2 separate regions of the Danio rerio genome follow, and region 2 is linked to region 1. A link is a contact called in public Hi-C data. All regions are on one chromosome and are shown on one strand. Each heading gives the region's core, a stretch centred on a gene start, on an enhancer-like site or on the middle of the called end of the contact. The rest is flanking DNA. Distances are from core to core; before and after follow the strand shown.

Evidence for each region. Hi-C and Micro-C count contacts between places; a contact is called where the count stands out from the background.
Region 2: a Hi-C map of an unstated tissue shows a contact between it and region 1, with 3 times the contacts expected there. The contact joins the enhancer-like site here to the promoter of ikbke in region 1. A contact is called at or near these places in 2 of 18 Hi-C or Micro-C datasets (caudal fin and an unstated tissue).

Annotation. Positions count from the first base shown.
Region 1 is chr11:23,494,299-23,500,913 of GRCz12tu, reverse strand. It overlaps ikbke (inhibitor of nuclear factor kappa B kinase subunit epsilon), which reads left to right and starts at 1,760. Exons shown (of 22, transcript NM_001002751.2): 1 at 1,760-1,909; 2 at 2,107-2,192.
Region 2 is chr11:24,188,195-24,194,745 of GRCz12tu, reverse strand. It overlaps foxp4 (forkhead box P4), which reads right to left. Exons shown (of 18, transcript NM_001199491.1): 16 at 5,281-5,347; 17 at 845-1,017. Among named protein-coding and RNA genes, the nearest start is that of mdfi, 25 kb to the left of the region's middle. Within about 2 kb of position 3,230, at least 17 of the 62 cell types and tissues checked have an H3K27ac peak or open chromatin away from gene starts, as enhancers often do.

The sequences.
Region 1 (6,615 bases), core at 511-3,010:
TTAGGCATATAAATATATACATATATATATATATATACACACACACACACACACACACACACACACAAATATATATATATATATATATATATATATATATATATATATATATATATATATATATATATATATATATATATATATATATATACATACACACACACACACACAGGCTATATGTATAGAGCAAAAGGCGCTAATCCCGTCACGTCTGTGTTTATGAGGCTGTTTGCTAATTTTATTTGTTTTATTCTGATCAGATATCCGATCGCTTAAACCACTGATGCATTCCAGATGAAACTGGACAGGTATAATCATTTTTTTAGAAAAAATTAATATAAATAAATAAAATTATGACCTGGAGAAAATCTGAGCTGCGCCTGAAACACCTGGTGCACTTTTACAGGGCAATTCTATTAAAAACATGTTCACTATAAGCATAAAACATGTTCTAACTCTTCAGGCCTGTAGCCAGGGGGGTTCGGAAGGCCCACCCCTCACTGACGAAGGTCCAGAACATTTGTCCCATACATGAGCACATTTGTCCTATTTTGACTGCTATGCCATCATAAATAATGAAAATAATCTATCAATAAAGGCTTTTAGACCAGACGGACTCTTCTGTCGGCTGTTGCTTCGGTGGGACTATAATCTGATATAAGAGGTTTTCTTTCACTACTGTATTGTTTTTAAACATAGAAAACATCTTAGAGGTAGCCTAATTTTATACTAAATCTTGGAGTTTTTTTCCGAAATAAAAATGAGCAATAAAAAGGTGTGAAGCACCAGAAGCTGACCACATTAAACTAATTTGACTATATTTTGGCTGTTGTTGATATCCAGGAATTTTCAAATGTACTTTTTTACCAAAGATACTAGAAAAACTCTAAAGAATTTATTATAACTTTATTATTATTATTATTATTATTATTATGTTTTTAAAAAAAAAAATTAAATGGCCAAATTGTGACTGAGGACAGTTAAATGTGCTGGCCAGTCAGTTTTTTTTTTGTCTAATAAATGAAAGTAGGCTACAGTTTTGTTTTTTTTTTTACTTTAAAACTTTAACAGATTGCTATTTTTTCCTAATAATATAAGATGGAAAAAAATGTATATTTTAAAATTTAGTCTTGTTTAATTTTTTTAACTGCAATGTTTTAGGAAATATTTTAGTACATCAAAAAGTGTGGTTATGATGACATTTGACTAGCTAATCCAGCAAAAAATAAATAAATAAAATAAATAAAAATAAAATAAAATTCACTAAAATGCAGTATTTAAATCTCATAGTTAACTAGAAACTGAGGCGTATAACTGCAAAAAGGTCCACTTTTTGAGAAAAAAAAGAACCACCCCTTACTCAATTATGGGTTAAACATATATTTTTAATGGGTCGAAAATCTTAATCATTAGATTAAATCTGTAATCTTTATCAGTGCTTGGGAAATGTGGGGTCTTTTCCAGTCCAGCCCTCGTTTTTGTTCTACAGAAATCCAGGAAGAACTGTACGTAAATACCTTCAATATGCAAATCCTGGTCAAACTTTCCATTCTAGATGTTTTTCACCAGAGGGCGATATACTTTAAAAAAAAATTCTGTCATATTTAATAATGTGCGCTAATGGTTTATAGTTTACCCTTAAAACTAAAGATATGACCTACAAAAAGAATATTTCTCCTTGCTATGTTTTCCTTGTTAACATTTTAAAGATTAAGTAATCTTGTGAGAGCAAAAACACACACAGACGCCCAACAAGGAAGTTCCTGACAGCAATGAAAGGAAAGTTGCTGCTGAGTTTCCGTCAAGCTGCTCTCTTTACTTCAGTCTGAGGACTGCAGGTGTAAAAAGTTTGTACAATAACTCAGTTTGGATTGAAGAGGAAAATGCGTCGCCATCAAACACACAAATGGTTAGTTGATTGTTTTTTGTAGTTTTCTGTTGTCGGTCAGTCAGAATAATGACGACGACGATGATGATGATGATGATGGTGCGAAGGGGAAATTCTTAACGCTATTGTAAGTTGACACGTTTTCCCTAATAAGTACGTTAACATTACATTTAAGAAACATGTTTATTTTTTACAAAATATGATTAATCTGCTTTTAGGTCATACAGGAAGGAAGTGGACTTTATTCGACTCTTCTGCTCTGACTGTTGTGTTTAAGAGAAGTGTTAAGTTCAGGAATAAAACGGTAACGTAACGTAATTCACTTTTTAATTGGATGAGAGACATGTTTATTTTGATTGTGTTTGCCTTATTTTAGCACCTAAATATTATTTAATAACCTTAAAACTCTATTTGATGTTACAATTGGCTAATTATAAACAGAAACTAACGAGAAGTTCACTGACAGCATAATTTACATATTACCAGAGCTCAGTTATGTATTCAATCTGAAGGGAAATTGAACTAGAGATAGTCAAATAGCTAGCTTAGCTAATAACTAATTTTGATTTGACTAAGATTCGTCATGAAAAGTGTCTTAAATGTTTAAATACTTTATAATGTGGATAATTTAATACTCTTTTGAGCAGAATTTACTTTAAATAAAGAAGTAACACAACATGGTAGCCGAACACACTGTGGTTATGCGACCCTTACCATAGTTTAATCAAAGCATTTGTAGTAATACTGTGATTCTACACATGGTTATCAGTCTGCCTAAAAACAGTTACCACAAACTTCTGTTAAATCAAATCAAATCACTTTTGTTGTCACATCATCAGCAGCACGTGTACTATGATGAGTGAAAACCTTATGCTGGCTCCAGACAGTGCATAAATACAACATACTCCAATGAACAAAACAATGTACAATTAGCAATGCTGACAGTAATACATAAAAGACAACAGATGCCTGGAATGACAATGAATGCGCTAAGAAAAACACACATTACACACACGTAGGCACAGATAAACAAGTACACCGTCAAAAAATCTTTTTTCACATTCTTATTATGGGGTGTTGTGTGTAGAATTTTGAGGAAATAATTTAATTGAATCCATTTTGGAATAAGGCAAACACATAGTTTGACTGTAGAAAATTATTGTAGGCAATATTGTTTTGAGTAAGGATTTGGTTAAAGTGCAGTACAATCTACATCTTGATGGCATGCAGTGAGGGGTATGGAAAAAGTTTGTGTGAGGTGTAAGTGTTCATCAGACTACTCAATTTTTTAGGCTACTTTTTGAGCAGTATTTTTTACCGAAGGTTTTTTAGTCTGTTAAAACATTTTAAGCCATGAACAAAGACAACCAGAAAACTAGTCATTAGTAGATTTTTAATGTAAAGATACAATATATTTCAAGCTTATTCTAAATGATTCATATTCTAAATATTTAAGTATGTTGAGAATAATTCTCTGATTGGTGATGTGCAGTGCATTATTTATAGCGCTTCACTTTTCCCACAATTGTTTATGTTATAGCCTTATTCCAAAATGGATTCAATTAAATTATTTCCTCAAAATTCTACACACAACACCCCATAATAAGAATGTGAAAAAAGATTTTTTGAAATTGTTGCAAATTTATTAAAAACAAAAAACCTGAAAAATCACATGTAAATAAGTTTTCACAGCCTTTGCTCAAAACTTTGTTGATGCACCTTTGGCAGCAATTCCAACCACAAGTCTTTTTGAATAGGATGCCGCAAGCTTGGCACTTCTGTCTTTGGGAATTTTTGCCCATTCTTCTCTGTCAGGTTGCATGGGAAGCGATGGTGTACAGCAGGGGTCTCAAACTCAATTTACCTGGGGGCCGCAGGAGGCAAAGTCTGGGTGAGGCTGGGCCGCATAAGGGATTTCACAAAAAAAAAGTCCTCAAATGTCATTATTAACAGTTTTAATTATTTCTTCTGAACATGAAGTGTCCTGAGCATTAATAGAACATTTAGTGAAGATTATGAACAGTTCTTCTGAACATGGCATCTTTTGCCTACTCCTTGCTGCCAGAGACTTGACAGCGCTTCTTCTCACAAATCTGAACCACATTTGGCTTTAGAGCGGAAGCAGTTGAGACCCTCAGTATGGCTTGAAGATGATCATCATTAAGTCTAGACCTGTACTTTGACTTATTGAAGTTCAAGGTGAAGAATAACTTCTCACACAAATATGTGCTCCCAAAAAGGCCAAGTCCTAGGGAAAAAAGTGGGGGAACTCACTCAAAACTTCCATTCCCTCACCTAAAAAAAAGGCGTATATATGTATAAATAAAACACCCCCACCCCACTCCAGTCACATCAGTCTGTACCAGTCTGTATTTACCTATAATATATATAAGACAGGGCTCGAAATTAACTTTTTTACATGGTAGCACCGGTGCTCCAAACTTCAAATATTTAGGAGCACCAAAATAAATTTAGGAGCACCAGAAAAAATTTAGGAGCACCCACCAAAAATGATTGAGCACCGCTACAAATTGCTTTTTAAGGGATTTATTGTATTTTAAAACAACATCAATAGGACTGACAAAAACCAAAAACAACTATCTACCTAATGCTGCGAAGACATTGATATTTGTGTGCAATAATTCCAAAATGAATGTCTAATAATTAGGCTATAGAATATTAGTGATGATGAAAATGACAATAATAGTAAAAATGAATTACATTTCTCATTATGATACTGCCTTGAATGTGCATGAATGTAGGTTATCTGCTATAAAAAGTCTGTTACTTTATGAAAAATAATCGTATAGTTTGCATCAAACCAAACTGAAGCATTGCAGTAAGAAATATTGATTTTGTACTGCTGTTTTTATATGCATGTCAATTTAATAAATAATATTTCTGCTACAAAACAAACAGAAGATTATAATAAATCATTCAATTCAATGATGAAAGCTGCAAAGCAGTCATCAGTAAATAAATATAAAAATAATATACACCTCAAAAAAGAATAGACAAAAGAAAGAAAGTAAAGTCTCACTTCTATCACTCTTTAAAAGATTTGGTTTCAGTTTGTGTCAATTTAAAGGTTCAGTCTGAGATGATCTTCATTTTTTTGAGTCAGCCGACCCAATTTATGAGCAGGCAGCGCAAGATTCTTGCGGTGGGTGACCACCGGCGCAATACCGCTGTTTGTTATGAGCTGCAGTTTCAGTGTAAACTTAGTAAAGGCGAGCTTCTTTGGCGATGACACGTACAGTATTAGATTTGACTTTTAGCGGACATTTGCGCTGGACACGCAGTGAATGCAACGCATGGAGATTCGGGCGCTTTCTCCATGAAGCGCGTACTCGATTGATCTCAGCTGGCGGATCATTATTCACCACGTGACGTGTCATGATCGCTCTCATCTGCGCCTCAACTTTAGGTGGGGTTTGCAAACCTGTGTGCTTTAAGTTTTTACTCTTCTGCCGTTTGCATTTCCCGTGGTCATAAAAGCTCCTTCCCTGTCATCTGACAGCGGAATACCTTGAGTGATTGACAGTTAATATGAATCAATATAGCGGCAGGGAAGAGCGATTCAGCACGTTTTTAGAAAAAATCAAAACAGATCGCACTACAACCATTATCAGTAGTCGCACTAATAGATTAATTTTCGGCCGCATATGCGACCAAAATGGTCGCAATGTCGAGCCCTGTAAGATGCAGGCTGTAGCTAAGTGGCAGGCAGGGGCGGGAACAGCTTACCTTGGTTCTTCCCGCCCGTCACAGCGTCTAACAAAGGGGCGGGGTGCGTGGTGACATCACCGGCATCCCCGCTCCTTTGTTTACACGGCGGGCGGGGAATGCCAGTGACCGCTATGTACGGATAGAATCAGCGGTGAGCGCTCTTTCTCCCCGCTCCGCTGATTCTGTCAGTGTACAGCGGTCGGCGCGGGCCACAAAATATTGCACTGAGGGCCGCAAATGGCCCGCGGGCCGCGAGTTTGAGACCCCTGGTGTACAGCCATTTTCAGATCTCTCCAGAAATGTTCAATTGAATTTAGGTCTGGGCTCTGGCTGGGCCTCTCAAGGACATTCACTGAGTTGTTGTGAAGCCACTCCATTGATATTTTGATGGTGTGCTTTGGATCATTGTACTGGAAGATGAACCGTCGCCCCAGTCTGAGGTCAAGAGCTCTCTGAAGCAGGTTTTTATTCAGGATGTCTCTGTGTACATTGCTGCATTCATCTTTCCCTCCATCCTGACTAGTCTTCCAGTTCCTGCTGCTGTAAAACATCCCCACAGCATGATGCTGCCACCACCATGCTTTACTGTAGGGATGCTATTAGCCTGGTGATGAGTGGTGCCTGGTTTTCCCCAAACGTGATGTCTGGCATTCACTTCAAACAGTTCAATTTTAGTCTCATCACACCAAAGAATTTTGTTTCTTATGGTCTGAGAGTCCTTTAGATGCCTTTTGGCTAATTTCAGACGGGGATTGGCTTCTGTCTGGCCACTCTACCATACAGGGCTGATTGATGGATTGCTGCACAGAGGTTTGTCCCTCTGTAAGGTTTTCCTCTCTCCACAGAAGACCTCTGGAGCTCAGACCATCGGGTTATTGATCACTTCCCTGACTAAGGCCGTTCTCCCCCGATCACTCAGCTTAGATGGCCGGCCAGCTCTAGAAAGAGTCCTGGTGGTTCCAAACACCTTCCACTTATGGATGATGGAGGCCAGTGTG
Region 2 (6,551 bases), core at 1,981-4,480, 690 kb before region 1:
ATCAATGATAGAAAAGAGTGATTTCCAGCTCAAACAGGGTTAATAATTTTACCATCAACTATATAAAGTAATACATACAGTTGAAGTCAGAATTTTTAGCCCCCCTGAATTATTCGCCCCCCTGTTTATTTTTTCCCCAGTTTCTGTTTAACAGAGAGCAGATTTTTCCAACACATTTCTAAAAATAATAGTTTTAATAACTCATTTCTAATAACTGATTTATTTTATCTTTGCCATGATGACAGTAAATAATATTTGACTAGATATTTTTCAAGACACTTCTATACAGCTTAAAGTGAGATTTAAAGGCTTAATTGGGTGAATTAGGTTAACTAGGCAGGTTAGGGTAATTAGACAAGTTATTGTATAATGATGCTTTGTTCTGTAGACAGTTGGAAAAAAAAATTGCTAATAATTTTGACCTTAAAGTGGTCCATAATAAAAATAAAACTGATTTTATTCTAGTTGAAATAAAACAAATAAGACTTTCTCCAGGATAAAAAAAATTATCAGACATAATGTGAAAATTTCCTTGCTCTGGTAAACATCATTTGCAAAATATTTTAAAAAGAAAAAAAAATTCTAAGAGGGGCTTATAATTCTGACTTCAACTGTATGTGTCTGTGTGTGTGTGTGTGTGTGTGTGTGTGTGTGTGTGTGTGTGTATAGTATATTAGGAGAGCACAACTGTTTTCAACTTTGATTATAATAAAAATGTTTCATGAGCCAAACAGCAAACTTCTGAATGAAGTGTTACTTTCATCAGAATCAGAGATTGTGGTAAAGCATCAGTGTCACACGTGCTTTATCATAACTGTACAAGAGATCAGTTGAGTAGTCTCACCCGTACTGATGTGGAGAAAGGCCGGGGCTGCAGCTGCCGTTACTGTTGACTTGTTCAACGGTGCTGCTGACATCATCATGGCCAATGTGCAGCATGTTGAGACTCGCACCTGTGCTGTTGTTCATCAGCGTGGGGCTGTTCAGAAGACCAAGACTGCTCTCCGCCAGCGCAGCCTGCACAACACAACATTACACCATTAAGAAAAGTTAAGAGGAGAGGTCAACCAAAATGAACATTTACTCATCAGTCCTTTTTTAAAATCTGCCTTAATTTTTTCCCATTCTATTATATTCTGAAGAATGATGGAAACTAGTAACTACTGATTTTATTATCAACCGCTGGAAGTCAATGGTTTTCAATATTCTTTAGAATGTAATAGAATGGGAAAAAATTAAATAAAGATAAATAAAGTAACTTAAAAAGGTTTGCTATATTAAAAACAAATAACAATTTAAGTGTACCGAATATGAACATTTCTATTATTACAAAAATAATCAACTTAAATATACTTTAATTGCTCAGCAGAAAGAAGATCAGAAGACAAAATTGCTACAATTGTCGGAATTAATTATATCTCTTTAATTAAAACATAATAACCTGCAACAATCTTTAGAGAAATATCAAAACAAAGACAGCACAACCAGTTTTAACATTAATGATCATTAAAAAGTTGACTAAACACCAATTTAACACATTAAAATAAATTCTAAAATATACACTGAAACTAATATTGATAGAAGACGAAAATTCTTTTGATAGTTCCTTCAGAAAAGCACTAATTACATTTTAATTTTTTTTTTTACAATAGAAACCACTTATTTTAACAAGTTTAATTATTGGTTGAATGATTACATTTTATTCTATACAAGATAAAAAACTCACAAAGTTTTGCTACAACTTGAGTTTGAGTAAATGGTGATAACATTTTGGATGAAGCATCTCTTTTTTAACACTGTGAAGGGTCAAGATAAGTGAATACAGTTTCCTTTAAAAAACTGAGGAAAATTACTCTAAGTTTAATTGTTTTTTATTTTTATTTTCATTATTAAATGTCTTTAAAGTTGTTAAAAAATGGCAGCAGTGTTGCAGCAGGTTAGATTGTTTCACCACTAGGGGTCTCCTTACTTCCATATAACAGTGCAGAACGATCACTGATACCACATTCACACATATACAACCCCACACGCGCACACACACTCTGGTGCTCTACATCTTTAACCCACTGAATGTGTGTATATATGTTATGATAAGTGTTTTAGCATATTATTTTTTTTGGTAATACCCATTTGATTCTTTGAACTCTTTATTTAGTAAATATTAAATTAAAACAAAGTAAAAATATGTAATATTTAATTCATAAAATATTTATTTTTAATTTAGTTTATTTTACCCAATGCAAATCATATGACGATGATACAAATTTAAGAAAACACAATATATATTTTGTATTTATATTAATAAAAGGGTACAAGTAAAATATAACAAATCTATTCAAGGAAATGATACATTCGGATATCTTAATTTAGACATCTTAATGAAATGTAGTTCATTATAGTGAGAGAGAGAGAGAGAGAGAGAGGGAGAGAGAGAGTGAGAGAGAGAGAGAGAGAGAGAGAGAGAGAGAGAGAGAGAGAGAGAGAGAGAGAGCTGACAGAAAGAAAGACAGGACAAGAATAGATTGTTAAAGGCAAATTCATAGTGATTCTGTAGAGAGAGCAAGTGGTGGCAAGAAAGATGATCAGGCTCACGCACAGTTTAACTGTTGTCAACTAAATGAGGCCTATTTTTTGTTTTAAACTAAAATAAACTAAAACTTAACTAACTAAATTCAGATGAACAGCGCAGGTGAATTTGTTTTGCTCATATCTGTATTCTAAAGCATTTTACACACAGATTTGTCCATACATAAAGTGACTAAAAGTATATTTTATTTATTATTCTAAATTTTGTTTCCAGCTGTTCATAGTTCTTTCTGAATTATGGAGTGATAAAATATCCCACTATACACTCTGTAAAATCCTTTGACTCTAATGCATAAAAAAATAATAAAGAACCAGACTGATCTAATATTCAGATTTTAAATAAGTACATATTTAATTCCAATCCATAATTTGCATATTAAAACAACATTTTTATAAACTTGTAATGCATACTTTTTTAATTCTTAATGCTATTAAACAAATGGGGAAGTAAATATTAACAAATATTTAATAAAAATTAGTTACATTTACCCTAAAAGTATGATTAACACTGCCATCTAAAACACACACAAACTCAGCAGATAGACATCATTCTCTCACACTTCGTCAGGCTGTTGTTGTGCACACTGTGTGTCTGCTCTTTTGTTAAAGGCTAGTTTATGTGTGGCCTTTTCAGGATGAGCAGTTCCATTTCCATAGAGATGGCCTGCAGGGTCAGAGTGGGACAAACTGGGCCAGGCCGGAGAAACTGTGTGTGTGTGTGTGTGTGTCTGTGTGTGTGTGTGTGTGTGTGTGTGTGTGTGTGTGTGTGTGTGTGTGTGTGTGCGTGTATGTGTGTTGGCCTGTGATTAGCTGGGCTGTTTGTTTGTCAGCCGCTGACACTGCTTGTCCTGAGAGGAGATGGATGGGCACAGACCTGACAGAGCGCCACACACACACTCACACACATACACAAACCCACACACACACACCCAGACCAGGACGCAAGCTAACAAAGGCTAACCTCCCATATCCATCTCTGTCTCGTCACACAGGGAAAAAAAACACACACACACACAGAGAAAACACAAACGCACAAACTCAGAGCAGGGCTGCGAACGCTCCGAACGAGAGTTGCGGTGACACCGGTGGATTCAGGAGATTTTCTAGGACAGACACTAATTTTATGCTGTGACCTTCATTGACAAATATTTGACGCTATAAATCACATATGGCTGCGTGTGCGATGGAGGGAGGAGAACGGAGGAGGTTTGGGAGAAGCAGCTAATTAGAGGAAGAAATTGTTATCAGTGCCCTTGTGTGCTTGATCTGTGCAGGATTCTCACATTTTTTCTTTTCTTTTCCAGGAGCTGTAAAATGATTTGGAGATTCAAGAATAAATGACTGAAATAAACTTATAAGACTGTTCGGCTCACATTTCAGATGTCAAGTTCTAGCTGATGTTTAGTAGACAAAATATTTAAGAGCTTTCATGAATTATAGTTTAGAAATGCTGATGCCAAAGTAATGGGTGAAATGTAGATTTTTTTTTTCATACTTATTTTATTTTGGATCGACTCAATAACAAATCAATCAGATCAGACTATGAACCAGACCAAAAATACCGCAATCACAAATCAGAATATGAAAAGGCAGATTTTTTACTTAAAATTAATATTTTGAATGCAAAAAAGTGAATATTGGGTAAAAAGGAAACTATACATTTCTATTTTGAATTTACCCAAAAGTTTAAAGTTCATAACCAATATATTCAATTTCACTGTATTCTGTTGTTTATTATTTTTTAATGGTAAATGTCATTTGTAATGTTATTTTACATGTTATGTCATATTTTATAGAGGACAAAAACATGCAAATGAATAAATAAATTAATAATTAAATCCACAAATTCCTGCAAAAATAAATAAAAAAAATAAATAAATATGGAAATAAATAAATAAATATAACCCCCAACCCCCCATTTTTTATTATGTACTTTTAATTATTTATATATTTATTTATGCAGGAATTTGTATATTTATATATGCATATATTTATTTATTTATTTATTATTTTATTTATACAGGAATTTGTAGATTTACATATACATCTATTTATTTATTTGCATATTTATTTATTTATTGTTTATTTATGCAGGAATTTGTGGATTTATTTGTTTATGTTTTGTAGGTTTTGTTCTCCATAATATTTTTTAAATTTTTTTATTTATTTATTAGTAAATAAATACAAGTCCAAGTGTAAAAAATATAAACAGATATAATAAAAAATCTAATAATGAATATAAATGAACATGAATAAATAAATAGTTCATACATACATATACAGTGCTCAGCATATATGAGTACACCCCCACAGATCTCTCAGTTAAATTAACATTTTCTATAGGATACAATATTATATTTGTGCATATACATTGGATAATACGGTCCTGAAGCCAAATCTGGAGCTCATCTAACAAAATAAATTACAATAATAGTAAAAAATAGTAGCCCAAATTTATATCTTAGAGAAAAATATAAAATTACATTCTCAAAAAATCTTTCCATTTATCTTTTCCAATGTTTGCAATAACTATTAAGTAAAATCATTCAGATCCCAACCAGTTCATCAATGAATCATTTACAGTGATTTACATTGTACATCAGTTCGATCAAATTACTGAAAAGGAAGGAATCATTAACTCTCAAACTAGACGTTCTACATTTTACAAAAAGTTTTCAAAAGTAAGAGTCTCACCTGATAGCTGGCATTCAGTGAGCCAAATCCCAGTCCAGAAATCATATTTTTCACAAGAGTGGGGCTTCTGGGAGCAAAAAGAAAAGAAAAAAGATGATGAATTAGATGCGCTGGATTTCAACATAACACACCAGACCAAACTGTGGATAAAAAACCCTCCTTAACCTGTGAAAAATGCTGAGGCACTATTCTGTTTACAAGAGATAAATAGAAAAGTTAAACAATAGAGACTAACACATGCATTCTGACACAGCATATACTGCACACACGCACACACACTGTAATGTGGTGTGCAGGCCGTCGGCTGGGTAATTTGCCGTCGTCTCTCTGGCAGAGCTTGAGACGGCGTGTAACATCTGTTTGTACAAATGCAAGCAGGCAAGCTTTTTTGCAGTGCATCTGCTCACAATGTACCCTAAACAGTGTAGACACAGAAGGGAAAAACACACAGGCGCACAAACACACACACACATGCACGCGCGCACTGCCAAACACAAGCAGGGGAGGCACAAAAGAGACCTTTGTGCTTTTGACTAGAGAGTCAGTAATAGGGTAATGATGGGAAGCCCATTAGGGTAATCATACATGCCAATAACGATTATAGCCTCACTTACAGAGCAGACCTACAAGCTCATGCTTTAGCTACAGAAATAAAAGCATGTTTTGGGGACTTTCACTCAATAAATAGTGTTCACTTAAAGAGGGAAGTTTTAATCCAGGGTTTTACAGGTTGGCTTGACTAGTATGACATCAAACTGTCTGCTGTTTCGGTCTGTAAGGCTACTTATATCATGCTATATTGAAGCAAGGTTAGAGTGTTAACCCAACTGTTTGAATTCATTATCAAACCTGATGAAAGCTCCCTAAATATGACATTATTAATTTAAGCTTATTTAGTGAAAAAGTACATTTTTTGGGATTACTTGTGGAAAGAATGAAAACAAAATGTTTAGCTTTAGATCAAACTTGAGCATGTATTTAAAATGTTTATATAGGTATATGATTTTGAATAAGATGTAGAATGTACTTGCATTTTTATTAAGGAAATGAGCTGCATTTTCACAAAAAAAAATAGACTTAGCGATTAAACCAAATCTGACCTATATTTTGACATTTAAAGAAAATAAAATGATTTTAAAATGAGGCTATTTGTACACAAGCACTCAATAGAATCACTTCAGTACATTTAATTTAACCCTTTGATGCACAAGCTATAAAATAAATATAGAAAAAATAAACTGAGATGGGACACTCTAAACCTATGTAGTGCA